Linked DNA regions of Sus scrofa: region 2 is linked to region 1. The links are chromatin contacts, called in public Hi-C maps. All regions are on one chromosome and are shown on one strand. The core of a region is the stretch at or near the end of the contact, and the rest is flanking DNA. Distances in the headings are between cores, read along the strand shown. Region 1 has its middle 12 kb from the start of PNRC2. Region 2 has its middle 22 kb from the start of FABP3.

Region 1 (7,261 bases), core at 3,526-6,025:
TAATAAGCTCGACTTACTCATCACAGTTGACAGCCTCCATAGTCATTGATTTGGCAGTTGATGGGCTACAAACATCTGGAATTTTCCACTGACTCAGGCAGCCTGATGTTTGTTCTCTGGCTGATTGCTTGGGTTTGGGAAAAGACTGTGAGTCAGGCTTCCATGGCCCAAGAGCTTGTGTTTTGCCACAGCAGAAAAAACATAGTGACATAGTTTAATAGATGATTAAAATTCTTTGGCCTAGTTGACACCATGGTGTGATTACACAGGCACCAACAAGTCTCCATTAAACCCACAGCTTCTAATACATGGAGAAGTGAAATAATTTACCCAAGGGCAGTCTGATCTCTTGATTCCCATTCCCCATGGCTGAATTTGAATACCATATCCTTGCCTTTAATTAATAGATCTTTATTATATTTTGTTATAACTGTTACCTTGTGCAATTCAAAGGTACAATCTTTTGCATATTCCAAAGGTATGCCTCATTAGATAACAGCAGTAAGTTTTGAGCACTTACTATGAGCAAGACCCTGTTCTAAGCAATTTACATGCATTATCTTTTTTAATTCTCAGCACAATCTTCCTGAGATAAATAATATTATTATTCCCATTTGACAGATGAGAAAATTGAGGTTTGGAGAGATAGGTTAAGCGATTTTCCCAAAGTCACACCCAGAGAACCCAAACCTGGGCCAATGAGATACCAAAAACTCTGCTTTTAGCCATGCTGCTCTACTGGCATAATCTCTAGGGTCTGTGTTCTAGAAAATGCTCAGAATACAACTTGCCACCGTTTTGAGTCCAGGCTTTCATCAGCCCAGTAAACTTGCACATATTTTCCTAATGCCAATTAGAAAAGACGCAAAGAAAAAAAAAAGAAGAAGAAGAAGAAGTAGAAGAAGAAGCAAAGAGGAGTTCCTGTCATGGCCCAGTGGTTAACGAATCTGACTAGGAACCATGAGGTTGCAGGTTTGATCCCTGGCCTTGCTCAGTGGGTTAAGGATCTGGCGCTGCCGTGAGCTGTGCTGTAGGTCGAAGACGGGGCTTGGATCCTGCGTCGCTGTGGCTGTGGTGTAGGCCTGTGGCTGCAGCTTTGATTGGACCCCTAGCCTGGTAATCTCCATATGCTGCGGGAGCAGTCCTAGAAAAGGCAAAAAGGCAAAAAGACAAAAAAAAAAAAAAAAAAAAAAAGAAAGAAAAGAAAAACTAGAGTATTTATAGTCTCCCCATGTGAGGTTATTTTCAGAGGGATCTTGCCCACAAGGGTGGTTCTCCCAGTGGAAGTATACCACTAAGAGGCAGAAGCTGAGGGAGCTGCTGCAGCAGCCAGCCTAAGGAGAAACATGGCCCACAGCAAAAAAACTGCAGCCAGGTGAACTTACAAGAAGTGGGGGCTGAAGAGCCCCCAAAAGTACCCATGGGAGAAAGTGGCGGCTTCAGATATCTATCAAGCCAAGAAAAGATGAAGCCACCTGGCAAGAGATCTGGTCAAGGAACTTTCTTGGAGTTCCCATTGTGGTTCAGTGGGTTAAGAACCCGACTGGTATCCATGAAGATGTGGGTTCAATCCCCGGCTTCGCTCAGTGGATTAAGGATCTGGCGTTGCTGTGAGCTGCAGCATAGGTCAAAGATGTGCCTCTTATCTGGTGTTGCTGTGGCTGTGTCGTAGGCCGGCATCTGTAGTTCCCCTAGCCTGGGAAGTTCCATATGCCCCAGATGTGGCCCTAAAAAGAAAAAATAAATAAAATAACAACTTTATTAAAGAAAAAAAAAAAAAGGAACTTTCTTGGTCTCCTTTACCCATCTTCCTCCAAGACTGAAATCTCAGTGATGTCAAAAGCTATATAGTTAGCAAGCAGCAGAAGGAGGAATAAGGAAAACCAGAGCATTCAACTCTGAACTTAATTCCCGGACTGGCCAAATTTAATTACCGAGTCAAAATTGAGTTTAAAAATGTAAAGTGATCACAGAATTCTATTACCCAAAAGAAAAATAACAGCTGGTACATACAGTACAGACAACATCAGACATTTGACTCATTGAAATTCGACAGCCAGTAGGACCATTGGGAGCATACTGGCTAAATGACAGCCCTGCCTAGGAGTAAGCAAAATGGTCACCTCCTTATGAAAATGGGTATTTCATCCATTGACTGGAAAAGAACTATCAACCTGAACGTATTTAAAAGAATATGTTTATGCACCTAATAGCAGACCAGCCAACGTATGAGGCCAAAATCGATAGAACTGAAGGAAAAAATAGAGAATTCCACAATGGTAGTTGGAGACTTCAATACCCTCCTCTCAATAAAAGACAGAATAACTAGACAGAAGGTAAGTAAAGAGAGGTCTTGCAGGTGGTATGATTTTATATGTAGAAAACCACAAAATTCCACAAAAATCCATTAGAACTAACAAACAAATTTGACAAAGTAACAATACAAATTCAACTCACCAAAATCAGTTGCATTTTCTATAACAATGAATAATCTGAAAAGGAAATTAAGAAAACAACTCCATTTACAATAGCATAAAAAAGAATAAAATACTTAATAATTCAACCAAGGGGGTGAAAGTCTTGTTCAATGAAAACATAAAAAAAATTCTAGAAGAATTGAAGAATACACGAATAGGAGTTCCCCGTCGTGGCACAAGAGAAACGAATCGGACTAGGAACTATGAGATTGCTGGTTCAATCCCTGGCCTCGCTCAGTGAGTTAAGGATCCGGTGTTGCCTTGAGCTGTGGTGTAGGTCACAGACGTGGCTCAGATCTGGCATTGCTGTGGCTGTGGTGTAGGCCGGCAGCAACAGCTCCGATTCAACCCCTAGCCTGGGAACCTCCATATGCTGCAGGTGCAGCGCTAAAAAGACAAAAGACAAAAAAAAAAAAAAAAAAAAAAAGAATATATGAATAAATGAAAAGACACCAATGTTCATGGTTTAAAAGAGTTAATATTGTTAAAATACCAGTACTGGAGTTCTCGTCATGTCTCAGTTGTTAACGAACCCACTAGTATCTCTGAGGACACAGGTTCGATCCCTGACCTCACTCAGTGGGTTAAGGATCTGGCGTTGCCGTGAGCTGTGGTGTAGGTCAGAAACACAGCTCGGATCCACAGCATTGCTGTGGCTGTGGCATAGGCTGGCAGCTACAGGTCCGATTTGATCCCTAGCCTGGGAACCTCCATATGCCACAGGTGCAGCCCAAAAAAAGACAAAAAAAAAAGGAAGATACCAGTACTACCCAAAGTGATGTATAGACTCAATGTAATCCCTATCAATATCCCAATGACATTTTTTTTCAGATAGAAAAATCCATCCTAAAAATCATGTGGAATCTCAAAGAAGCTTGAATAGCCAAGACGACTTTGAAAACGGAAGGACAAAGTTGAAAGTCTCACACTTTCTGATTTCAAAATTTACTGCAAAGTTACAGTCATCAAAACAATGGAAGACTGGCTTAAATATACAGATCAATAGAATAGAATAAAGAGCCCGCAAATAAAACCTCATATACATGCTCAAATGATTTTCAGCAAGGGTGCCAAGACCATTCAGTGGAGGAGAGGGCAGTCATTTCAATGACTTCATGCAAAAAATGAAGTTGGACTCTCATGTTTTACCATGGTAGAAAAAGGAAGTAAAATAAAAATACTTCTTTATAGAGTTCCCATCATGGCTCAACAGTTAACGAATCCGACTAGTATCCATGAGGATGCACGTTCCATCCCTGGCCTCGCTCAGTGGGTTAAGCATACGGTGTTGCCCTGAGCTGTGGTATAGGTCGCAGACATGGCTCAGATCCTGTGTTGCTGTGGCTCTGGTGTAGGCTGACAGCTATAGCTCTGATTAGACCCCCTAGCCTAGGAACCTCCATATGCCTTGGGTGTGACCTTAAAAAGCAAAAAAAAAAAAAAAAAGATACTTCTTTATACCATGGATCTTTTCAACGTGCCACGGTACTAGCTGAAACCCCCTGACGTATCTGGGGTCTCGGTCAAGGGTGCAAATGGAGATCCTTCCATCATTTGCCTAAATATTTAAATGGGACAAACCAAAAAAACATTTAAATAAAAGATGTCCAATCTTCCTACCTTGTCAAACTTACATTCATAATGACAAAATCAATCGCAAACCTTCATAGCATTTGGATGCAGTTGCCTTTTGTTTCAAGGCCACGGGGCAAGGTTATGTGGAAAGCATTTCCCTGGGGCCTGAACAGGGTTAGTCCCAAGAGTGGATGCCAAGGATTGTGTCGTGGCAGCGCTGAGTGCCGGAAGCACCCTGTGTTCTTGCCACGCAGAGCAACCCATGTGGCCAAACGGTCCTTCAACGGTGATGGCTGGCAGGATTGGTTTCATTTAGATATGCGGTTTTTGTTCCTGTAGGCATTCATCTTGAGATAGGATGATCATCACCTGTTTGTATATTGCATTCTGCACAATTTTGGGGGGGTCATTTTGAGCTTTTATTTTAATCTCTCATTCAGGAAATAAGAGGCTCAGCTTCCTCCCAAGACTGCAATGGGGAGTCTGTCATCTCAAGGGCTTCAGTCACTTCCGGGCTCGACTTGGGGAGGATCCACTTCCAGACTCCCTCACACAGCTGTCCACAGGCCTCGGGTTCTCCCTGGCTCTTGTCTGAAGGCTTCATTTCCTTGTCCCAGGGCCTTCTCTGCAAAAAATATGCCTTTCAGCAAGGACTTTCCCTCAGGGCAGGCTAAAGCCTGAGAGCAAAAGCAAGGTGGAAGTCACAGTCTTTTTGTGACCTCATCTCAGAAGTAACATCCCATCACTGGTTTTGTATTGCGGTAAAATACAAATAACACAAAATTTACCACCTTAACCACCATTAAGTGTGCAGTTCGGTGGCATTACGTGCATTTACACTGTGGTACAACCATCACCACTGCCCCTCTGCAGAACTTTTTATCATCTGAAACTGAAACTCTGTCCCCAATAAACAATAACTCTCCCTTTTCCCCTTCCCTCACCCCTGATAATAACCACTGTTCTACTTTCTGTCTCTCTGATTTTGACACCTCTAGGTACCTCATTTAAATAGAATCATACAATATTTTTCCTCTTGTGTCCAGCCGATTTCACTTAGCATAACATCATCAAGGTTCACCTACGTCACAATATGTATTTGAATTTCCATTCTTTTTTTTTTTTTTTTTTTTTTGTCTTTTTGCTCTTTCTTGGGCCACTCCCGCGGCATATGGCGGTTCCCAGGCTAGGGGTCCAATCGGAGCTGTAGCCACTGGCCTATGCCAGAGCCACAGCAACGTGGGATCCAAGCCGAGTCTGCGACCTACACCACAGCTCACGGCAACGCCGGATCCTTAACCCACTGAGCAAGGGCAGGGATCGAACCCGCAACCTCATGGTTCCTAGTCGGATTCGTTAACCACTGCGCCACGATGGGAACTCCCTCCATTCTTTTTTAAAGACTGAATAATATTCCACTGGTAAGGATATACCACATTTTGTTTATCCATTTATCTGTTGATGGACATTTGGATCCTTTCCACCTTTTGGCCACTGTGGATAATGCCGCTTTTTTTTTTTTTTTTTTTTTTTCTTTTTAGGGTTGCACTCTTAACATATGGAAGTTCCCAGGCTATGGGTTAAATCGGAGCTGTAGCTGCTGGCCTACACCATGGTCACAGCAATGCCAGATCTGAGCTGAGTCTGCAACCTACACCATAGCACATGGCAACACTGGATCCTTAACCCACTGAGCAAGGCCAGGGATCAAATCCTCGTCCTTATGGACACAAGTCAAACTCATTACCACTGAGCCACAATGGGAACTCCAAATTATACTGCTATTGAAATGGGACAGGACGTCATCAGCGTGACTTTTGGCCGTAGAAAAACTTAAGCCAAAGAATAAATTTAATCAGAGAAGTGAGAAAATGCTGAAGCAAAAGAAAGCAGTCCCATAAGACCAAATAATAATCATATGGTCATTAAGCAAAGTCAAGGACTTTTAGTTCCTCTTCAAGGGCCACGAATACCATTCTGAGCTGTATCCTTTGATCTGTCTTATGGATACTGAAACCCCTACCAGCTGGAAGATGGCCAGAATGTAGGCATGACATAAGCTCCTCAATTCCAAGAAATGGCCTCAAAGAAATGAGAACAAACCAACCCTAGAGCTGAAGATTAACTGTACTTAAAACAATCAAGACTGGAGCTCCTACTGTGGCACAGTGATGCAGCAGCTTGGTCTCTGCAGAGGTGTGGGTTTGATCCCTGGCTGGCGCAGTGGGTTAAAGGATCTGGCATAGGTTGTCGCCATGGCTCAGATTTAGTCTCTGGCCTGGGAACTTTCATATGCTGTGGGTGTGGCCATAAAAATTAAAGATTTTTTAAAAACAAAATAAACACAATAAAGATGACACCGATCAGACTACTACAAGGTGACTGCCAGAGCTGACTCTGTTGTTTCTATACGTAGCCCCCTCCTTCCGTCTATACATCCCTAAAACTCCCCTTTAAAAACGATTGCCCCCTAGGAGTTCCTAGCGTGGCTCAGCAGAAACAAATCTGACTAGTATCCGTGAGGACACAGGTTCAATCCCTGGCTTCGCTCAGTGGGTTAAGGATCCAGCGTTGCCACAAACTGCAGTGTAAGTCACAGATGTGGCTTAGATCTAGTGTTGCTGTGGCTGTGGTGTAGGCCCGCAGCTGTAGGCCCAACTGGACCCCTAGCCTGGGAATTTCCATATGTCACAGGTGTGGCTATAAAAAGAAAAATAAATACATACATAAATGAAAAATAGCTCAGGCGAATGTGAAATATTATTGGTTATAATTTAAGAGTTAAGTTAATGATTGGCAGATGTCTCAGATGAATGTTCCTAAGTAGAAGAAGGAGGTCTTTTCAGCTGCATTTAGCGCCTGTCAAATGAATCCTATTTTGGTTGAATGTTGACTTGGGGAAGTTTGCTGCTCCCTGTGTGGAAAAGGAATGGCAAACCCACTAATATAACCATGTTGAAGAATTTCCCTTCTTGCTACGCTAGAAACTACCGAGGTTCTCCAGACTTCTACCAGAAGAACCACAACTTGGGAGTTCGCATAGTATCTCAGTGGTTAACAAACCCAACTAGCATCCATGAGGACGAGGGTTCGATCCCTGGCCTCGCTCAATGGGTTAAGGATCCAGCATTGCCATGAGCTGTGGTGTAGGTCACAGACATGGCTAGGTTCTAGAGTTGCTATGACTGTAGTGTAAGCCAGCAGCTGTA
Region 2 (7,261 bases), core at 3,462-5,961, 6.3 Mb before region 1:
TGAGAAGATCTGGCTGTGGTATAGGTCACAACTGTGGCTTGGATCTGATCCTTGGCCTAAGAACTCCACATGCCATGCTGTGCCCAAAAAAGAAAAAAAAAATTTTTTTTTTTGTCTTTTTGTTCTTTTTAGGGCTGCTCCTGCGGCATATGGGGGTTCCCAGGCTAGAGGTCTAATCAGAGCTATAGCCACCAGCCTATGCCATAGCCACAGCAATGCCAGATCCGAGCCGCGTCTGTGACCTACACCACAGCTCATAGCAACGCCAGATCCTTAGCCCACTGAGCAAGGCCAGGGATCGAACCCACAACCTCATGGCTCCTAGTCGGATTCGTTAATCACTGAGCCATGATGGGAATTCCCAGGAAAAAAAAAAAAAAAAAATTTAAGGAAGGACTAGGCTGAAATCATTTCCCAGGGATTATGGAAGGTCACATGATATTGAATATTTATTCGGGTTTGTTTTTGGTTTTTTGGCTGCCCCCGAAGCATGCAGAAGTTCCTGGGCCAGGGATTGAACCCAAGCCACTGCAGTAACCAAAGCCACTGTAGCGACAATGCTGGATCCTTAATCTGTTGAGCCACCAGGGAACGCATATATTCAGGTTGTTTCTTGTTTTGTTTTGCTTTGCTTTGCTTTCTAGGGCCGATCCGTGGCATATGGAGATTCCCAGGATGGGGTCAAATTGGAGCTACAGCTGCCAACCATCACAGCCACAGCAACACGGGATCCAAGCTGCATGTACAACTTACACCACAGCTCCTGGCAATGCCAGATCCTTAACCCACTGAGTGAGGCCAGGGATCAAACCTGCATCCTCATGGATACTAATTGGCTTCATTTCCGCTGTGCCACCACGGGAACTTCCTCAGGTTTTTAACTTGACAGATTTACTGAGAAAACCCTTGGTGCCAGACCCTGCACAGTGTCTTGTGCCAAATAATAGCATGCAAGACAACCACAATCTTCACCCTTGAGGGAAAATTCACAGCCTAGTCAAGGGCACGGATTAGTAAACATTTACCCTCTTGTCTAAACAAGTACGATAGGATTATGGACAAGTCACAGCCATAGCAGTGTTGGAAAATGAAATATCAGAAGGGAGGTGACATGTGAGTAGGGTTTTGAAGGGTAAGGGTGAGTATAACAGATACTGCTTTTCATTAATTTATTTATTTTTTGGTCTTTTTAGGGCCGCAGGTGCAGCTTATGGAAGCACCACAGCCACAGCAATGCCAGTTCCAAGCCATGTCTGTGACCTACACTACAGCTCACAGCAACAACGGATATTTAACCCACTGATTGAGGCCAGGGATCAAACCCCCATCCTACCCGCATCCTCATGAATGCTAGTCAGGTCCGTTACTGCTGAGCCACAACAGGAACTCCAGATACTGCATTCTTTTAAAATTAAACAATTTTTCCTGCCACATTGGCTTGTGCAATCTTAGTGAAAGTTCTCTCAGATACAGAGAAGGGTGCAGAGAGGAGCTGAGATCAAGGGTCAGAGATGTCTGTTGAACACTTAATGGTGAAAAAAGAAATGTCTTATTCTGATATGAAGGAATCAAAGTACCCAGGGCAAACCTGAATTTGACCAAATCATTGCTTCGAGTTTCTTCCTCTGCTGCGAGACACAAACAAGCTCAAACTGTCTCGGGGCAAATGGCTTTACCACAGTCTCTCCATTCTTGGGATCTCTTTTGTTGACAATGTCCCATGGGATGCATTTGGATGGAGACAAGATCACAGCTGACCAATGTGCTACCTAGGCTCACAGAAACCACTTGCTATAGTTTCAGGAATTTTGCAAGCTGGCTGTTGAATAGACATTATGAAAAATTCAATTGTAGGAGTTCCCATCGTGGCACAATGGTTAACGAATCCGACTAGGGATTTCATGAGGTTGTGGGTTCGATCCCTGGCCTTGCTCAGTGGGTTAAGGATCTGGTGTTGCCATGAGCTGTGGTGTAGGTCGCAGATAAGGCTCGGATCCCTAGTTGCTGTGGCTCTGGCGTAAGCCCGAGGCTATAGCTCCGATTAGACCCCTAGCCTAGGAACCTCCATATGCCATGGGAGCGGCCCTGGAAAAGGCAGAAAGATAAATAAATAAATAAATAAATAAATAAATAAATAAAATAAAGTAAAATAAAAAATAAAAATTCAATTGTAGAATTCCCTTCGTGGCTCAGCGGTTAACAAACCTGACTAGTGTCCATGAGGACTAGGGTTCGATCCCTGGCCCCGCTCAGTGGGTTAAGGATCTGGCATTGCCAGGAGCTGTGATGTAGGTTGCAGACCTGGCTCAGATCCTGAGTTGCTGTGTCTGTGGCCTAGGCCAGCGACTACAGCTCCAATTCAACCCCTACCCTCAGAACCTCCATATGCTGCAGGTATGGCCCTAAAGAGAAAAAAATTAAATTGTATAAGTTTACAATTAGGAAATACTGAAATAGGGGTTCTCTTCATGGCTCAGCTGTTAGCAAACCCGACTAGGATCCATGAGGATGCAGGTTCGATCCCTGGCCCCGCTCAGTGGGTTAAGGATCCGGCGATGTCTGTGTACATCACAGACATGGCTCGGATCCCTTGTTGCTATGACTGAGCCATAGGCCAGCGGCTATAGCTCCGATTGGACCCCTAGCCTGGGAGCCTCCATATGCCACAAGTGCAGCCCTCAAATAGCAAAAAAAAAAAAAAAAAAAAAAAAAAGAAGAAGAAAAAGAAAGAAGAAATAGTAAAACAAAGACAATACTCTGAAACTCATGACTTTCTAATGATTTTACTACATTTTACTGTTCTCTTGAGGTTATCTGTATCTATTGTACAGGGTATTGTATCGTGTATCTATTGAGCAGTGGAAATTTGACCTAACCACGTGCTTCCATACACCTCTTCCCAACTCTATGCTGAGTGACATCACCTCAGCAACTCGGAATCCGCCAAGGCGGGAGTTGGCATATGTTACAAATCAGGGCTTGTTGACTTTCTAAATTAGCGAAAGTGATGGACAAAATATGAACAGTGCAAAACTAAACTGAAATGCTGAAGCTGAAAGAGGTTTCAGCGTAATGAATATATTTATAGGAGAGTGAGAAGAGTGTAACAGTAGATCACGTATCAGATTGAATGACAACACATTTATGGGAGAAGAGTTAGTGTCGCAACCTGGAATGCAATTCCACTTCAAAGTTTGGTTGAATTGCAGATAGTTTGACTAGAGATAAAGGATTCAGCAAAAATTAACAAAAACCTTCTGGAGAATCAACTGACCACAGGGGATTTGCAATCAAGAGTTCCCACTTTGGTTCTTTATAAGTTATGTTCTATAGACTGGTTATATCAGTAAAAAAAAAGAAAGAAAGAAAGAAAAGAAATTGTCTTTTTAGGGCTGCACCCTTGGCCTATCGAGGTTCCCAGGCTAGGGGTCGAATCAGAGCTAGAGCTGCCAGCCTACGCCACAGCCACAGCAACGTGGGATCCGAGCCACGTCTGCGACTTACACCACAGCTCACTGCAACCGCTGGATCGATCCTTAACTCACTGAGTGAGGCCAGGGATCAAACCTGTGTCCTCATGGATACTAGTCAGATTGGTTTCCACCAAGCCACAACTGGAACACCTATGTCAGTAACATTTATAGTTGACATATGCACATATGTATGTAATGTATACATTTGGATTTCTGAAGACCCAATTGACAAAAATTTGCTGGCACACGGCTGGACAAACCCAAGTTTACTAAGGTCTTGTGCAAAGCACTTTTCTGAAATTGGGCAAAGGGCTTACTCCTGGGCCTACTGGGCAGAAAGTCAAACTCTGACAGCAGGCGTTTGCAGCAAAGTAAAAGGTTTATTGCAGGCCTTCAAGCAAGGGAGTGGGAGATGAGCCTCAGATCTCCCCAAACTTGGTCTTTGAGTTAGGGGGTTTCTTTAAAGGGGAAGGAGAAAGAGGCTGGGATTAATCATCATGTGACTTTTCAGTGGCCTTTCTTAATTGTAGTTTCGGGAGTCAGAATGTCTCTGGTTTATGATCATCCGGCCAGGTGGTCCCTGGCGGGGACAGGGGAGGGGTCCGTTAGCTCCTCTTGCCCTGGAGGAATAACCTGAATTGGCACACTCACAATGTTATCTATTCCAACAACTTTAGTATCTTAACTGTGTTCTCAACAACAGCGATTTTAGTCATCTGACTCTGGTTGATGAGTGATTGTTTAGCACAGGATTGAGGTCAGAGGGGACAAGAAAGACGTTTTGTTTTTTGTTTTTTTGTTTTTTTATCTTTTTGCCTTTTCTAGGGCCACTCCCTCGGCATATGGAGGTTCCCAGGCTAGGGGTCTAATCTGAGCAGTAGCCACCGGCCTACAACACAGCCATAGCAACGCCAGATCTGAGCCGCGTCTGCCACCTACGCCACAGCTCACGGCAACGCCAGATCCTTAATCCACTGAGCAAGGGCAGGGACCGAACCCACAACCTCATGGTTCCTAGTCGGATTCGTTAACCACTGCACCACGACAGGAACTCCAAGAATAAAGTTTTGGATAGAGAGATTAATCATAAACTGGAAAGGGAACTTGGTTTCATTACTTCCTGGGGAAGTCCTCTCCACTATGGGAAGTATTTTCAAAACAAGGAGACACATCACATGCCTTCCTTGGGGACATGGCCAGGTCACAAATAGCTCTGTGGTTTTGGAATCTTTTTCAGCAATGACAATATATCTTTTCTTTTTTCTCTTTCTTTTTAAGGCCACATCTGCCGCATCCCGGGGCTAGTCATCAAATGGGAGTGGCAGCTGCTGGCCTACACCACAGCCACAGGAAGGCCAGATCTGACCCGTATCTTCAAACCAGATCTATAACCCACTGAGCAAGGCCAGGGATTGAACTCCTATCCTCATGGATACTGTCGGTTTTTTGTTTGGTTTGGTTTGTCTCTTTGGGGTGGCACAAACTCACAGCATATGGAAGTTCCCAGGCTAGAGATCTAATCGGCCAGCCTACACTGCAGCCACAGCAACACCAGATCCGAGCTGCATTGGCAAAACCTACGCCATAGGTTGTGGCAACGCCAGATTCTGAACCCACTGAGCAAGGCCAGGGATCAAATCCACATCCTCAGGGTTACTAGTCAGGTTCTTAACCCACTGAACCACAACAGGAACGCTTGTGTCGGGCTTGTAACTGGCTGAGCCACAATGGGAACCCTTCAACAATGACAATAGAACTGTGAACTGAAGTTTGGCCCTTGCCATCAGCCTCTACCTGGAGTGGAGCATGAGCCACTGCAGCTGCCGACCCGCAGAAACCTGCCCCGCCAGTGAGTCCTGGGCATTCAACTGGCCTCCATTAGGAACAAAAGTTTTTTTGTTTTGTTTTGTCTTTTTGCCTTTTCTAGGGCTGCTCCTGTGGCACATGGAGGTTCCCAGGCCAGGGGTCGAATCGGAGCTGTAGCTGCCGGCCTACCCACACAGCCACAGCAATGTGAGATCCGAGCCGCATCTGGGACCTACATCACACCTCATGGCAACCCACTGAGCAAGGCCAGTGATCGAACCCACCCCCTGAGTGGAGCTTAGCGGGGAGACCAGGAGTGAGACACGCTGTACTCTGGGAAAACTGGAAGAACGGGCCTTTAGATAGATATTTTCAGGAGAAGATTTTTTTTTTTTTCATGTCTTTTGTTGTTGTTGTTGTTGTTGTTGTTGCTATTTCTTGGGCCGCTCCCGCGGCATATGGAGGTTCCCAGGCCAGGGGTCGAATCGGAGCTGTAGCCACCAGCCTACGCCAGAGCCACAGCAACACAGGATCCGAGCCGTGTCTGCAACCTACACCACAGCTCACGGCAACGCCGGATCGTTAACCCACTGAGCAAGGGCGGGGATCGAACCCGCAACCTCATGGTTCCTAGTCGGATTCATTAACCACTGCGCCAAAACGGGAACTCCCAGGAGAAGATTTTATGCTAATTCTTGCATTTCCTCATATCTAGAAAAAACACTAAAATCCATCAATGATGACTGATATTGGTAACTAGTAGCAACCTTCACGGGACCGGCAGCAAACGTCCGTAAAATGTGTGCCTGGCTGCGTGGGCCTCCCCCTTCACTTTTAGGACTTATATCATGATAGTTCCCCTTTCCTCTTTGGGGTGCTATTTCAGAGCTCTCTGAAATACTCCCTCTTAGGCTGCCGTTAGTGGGCAAAACAAAAGAACAGCCACTCTCAAGGGTGGGCCCATAGGGAACTCTGGAAAGTGTATCAGAGGAGTGATTCCAGTAAGCCCGCATCTTCCCATAGAAATGGTTTTCTGGGAGTTCCCGTCATGGTTCAGTGGTTAACGAACCGGACTAGGAACCATCAGGTTTCGGGTTCGATCCCTGGCCTCGCTCAGTGGGTTCAGGATCTGGTGTTGCCATGAGCTGCAGCATAGGTTGCCGACACAGCTCAGATCTGGAGTTGCTATGACTGTGGCTGTGATGTAGGCAGGCCGGCAGCTCTGATTCAACCCCGAGCTTGAAAAAAAGAAAAGAAAAGAAATGGTTTTCTGTAAATTTTCTGTAAATCTGGTTATCTGTAAATCTTTTGTTCCTAGAAGTTCCCGTCGTGGTGCAGTGGTTAACAAATCCGACTAGGAACCATGAGGTTGTGGGTTCCATCCCTGACCTTGCTCAGTGGGTTAAAGGGTCCAGCGTTGCCGTGAGCTGTGATGTGAGTTGCAGACGTAGCTCAGATCCCACATTGCTGTGGCTATGGTGTAGGCCAGCAGCCACAGCTCCGATTTGACCCCTGGCCTGGGAACCTCCATGTGCTGCAGGAGTGGCCCTAGAAAAGGCAAAAAGACAAAGAAAAAAAAAAAAAACTTTTGTTCCTAATGGAGGCCAGTTGGATGCCCATGACTCACTGGCAGGGCAGGTTTCTCTTCACTGCAGTTAATTCGAAAGTCTCCAAGATAACTGGCCACTTGGTGGACTGTCCATTATCCGACCAGGTACACTGTTGTCAGTGAAAATGCCTTCATTACACATATGACATTTTTATTTGTAAAAAGATTAAAAAAAAAAAAAAGGAATATGTCTGAGTTCCCGTTGTGGCTCAGTGGTAACAAATTCCACTAGTATCTATGAAGATGTGGGCTCCATCCCTGGCCTTGCTCAGAGGGTTAAGGATCTGGCGTTGCCATGAGCTGTGGTGTAATTTTTTTTTTTTTGTCTTTTGTCTTTTGTCATTTTAGGGCCACACCCAAAGCATGTGAAGGT

What was found. Hi-C and Micro-C count contacts between places; a contact is called where the count stands out from the background.
Region 2: a contact with region 1 is called in a Hi-C map of retroperitoneal adipose tissue, with 8 times the contacts expected there. The contact joins two enhancer-like sites. A contact is called at or near these places in 8 of 47 Hi-C or Micro-C datasets (embryonic fibroblasts, fetal skeletal muscle, liver and 5 more).

The regions. Positions count from the first base shown.
Region 1 is chr6:81,707,520-81,714,780 of Sscrofa11.1, reverse strand. No RefSeq gene overlaps it. Among named protein-coding and RNA genes, the nearest start is that of PNRC2, 12 kb to the left of the region's middle. Within about 2 kb of position 4,775, at least 10 of the 83 cell types and tissues checked have an H3K27ac peak or open chromatin away from gene starts, as enhancers often do. A contact at or near this core is called in retroperitoneal adipose tissue, where this site is marked.
Region 2 is chr6:87,968,996-87,976,256 of Sscrofa11.1, reverse strand. No RefSeq gene overlaps it. Among named protein-coding and RNA genes, the nearest start is that of FABP3, 22 kb to the right of the region's middle. Within about 2 kb of position 4,711, at least 4 of the 83 cell types and tissues checked have an H3K27ac peak or open chromatin away from gene starts, as enhancers often do. A contact at or near this core is called in retroperitoneal adipose tissue, where this site is marked.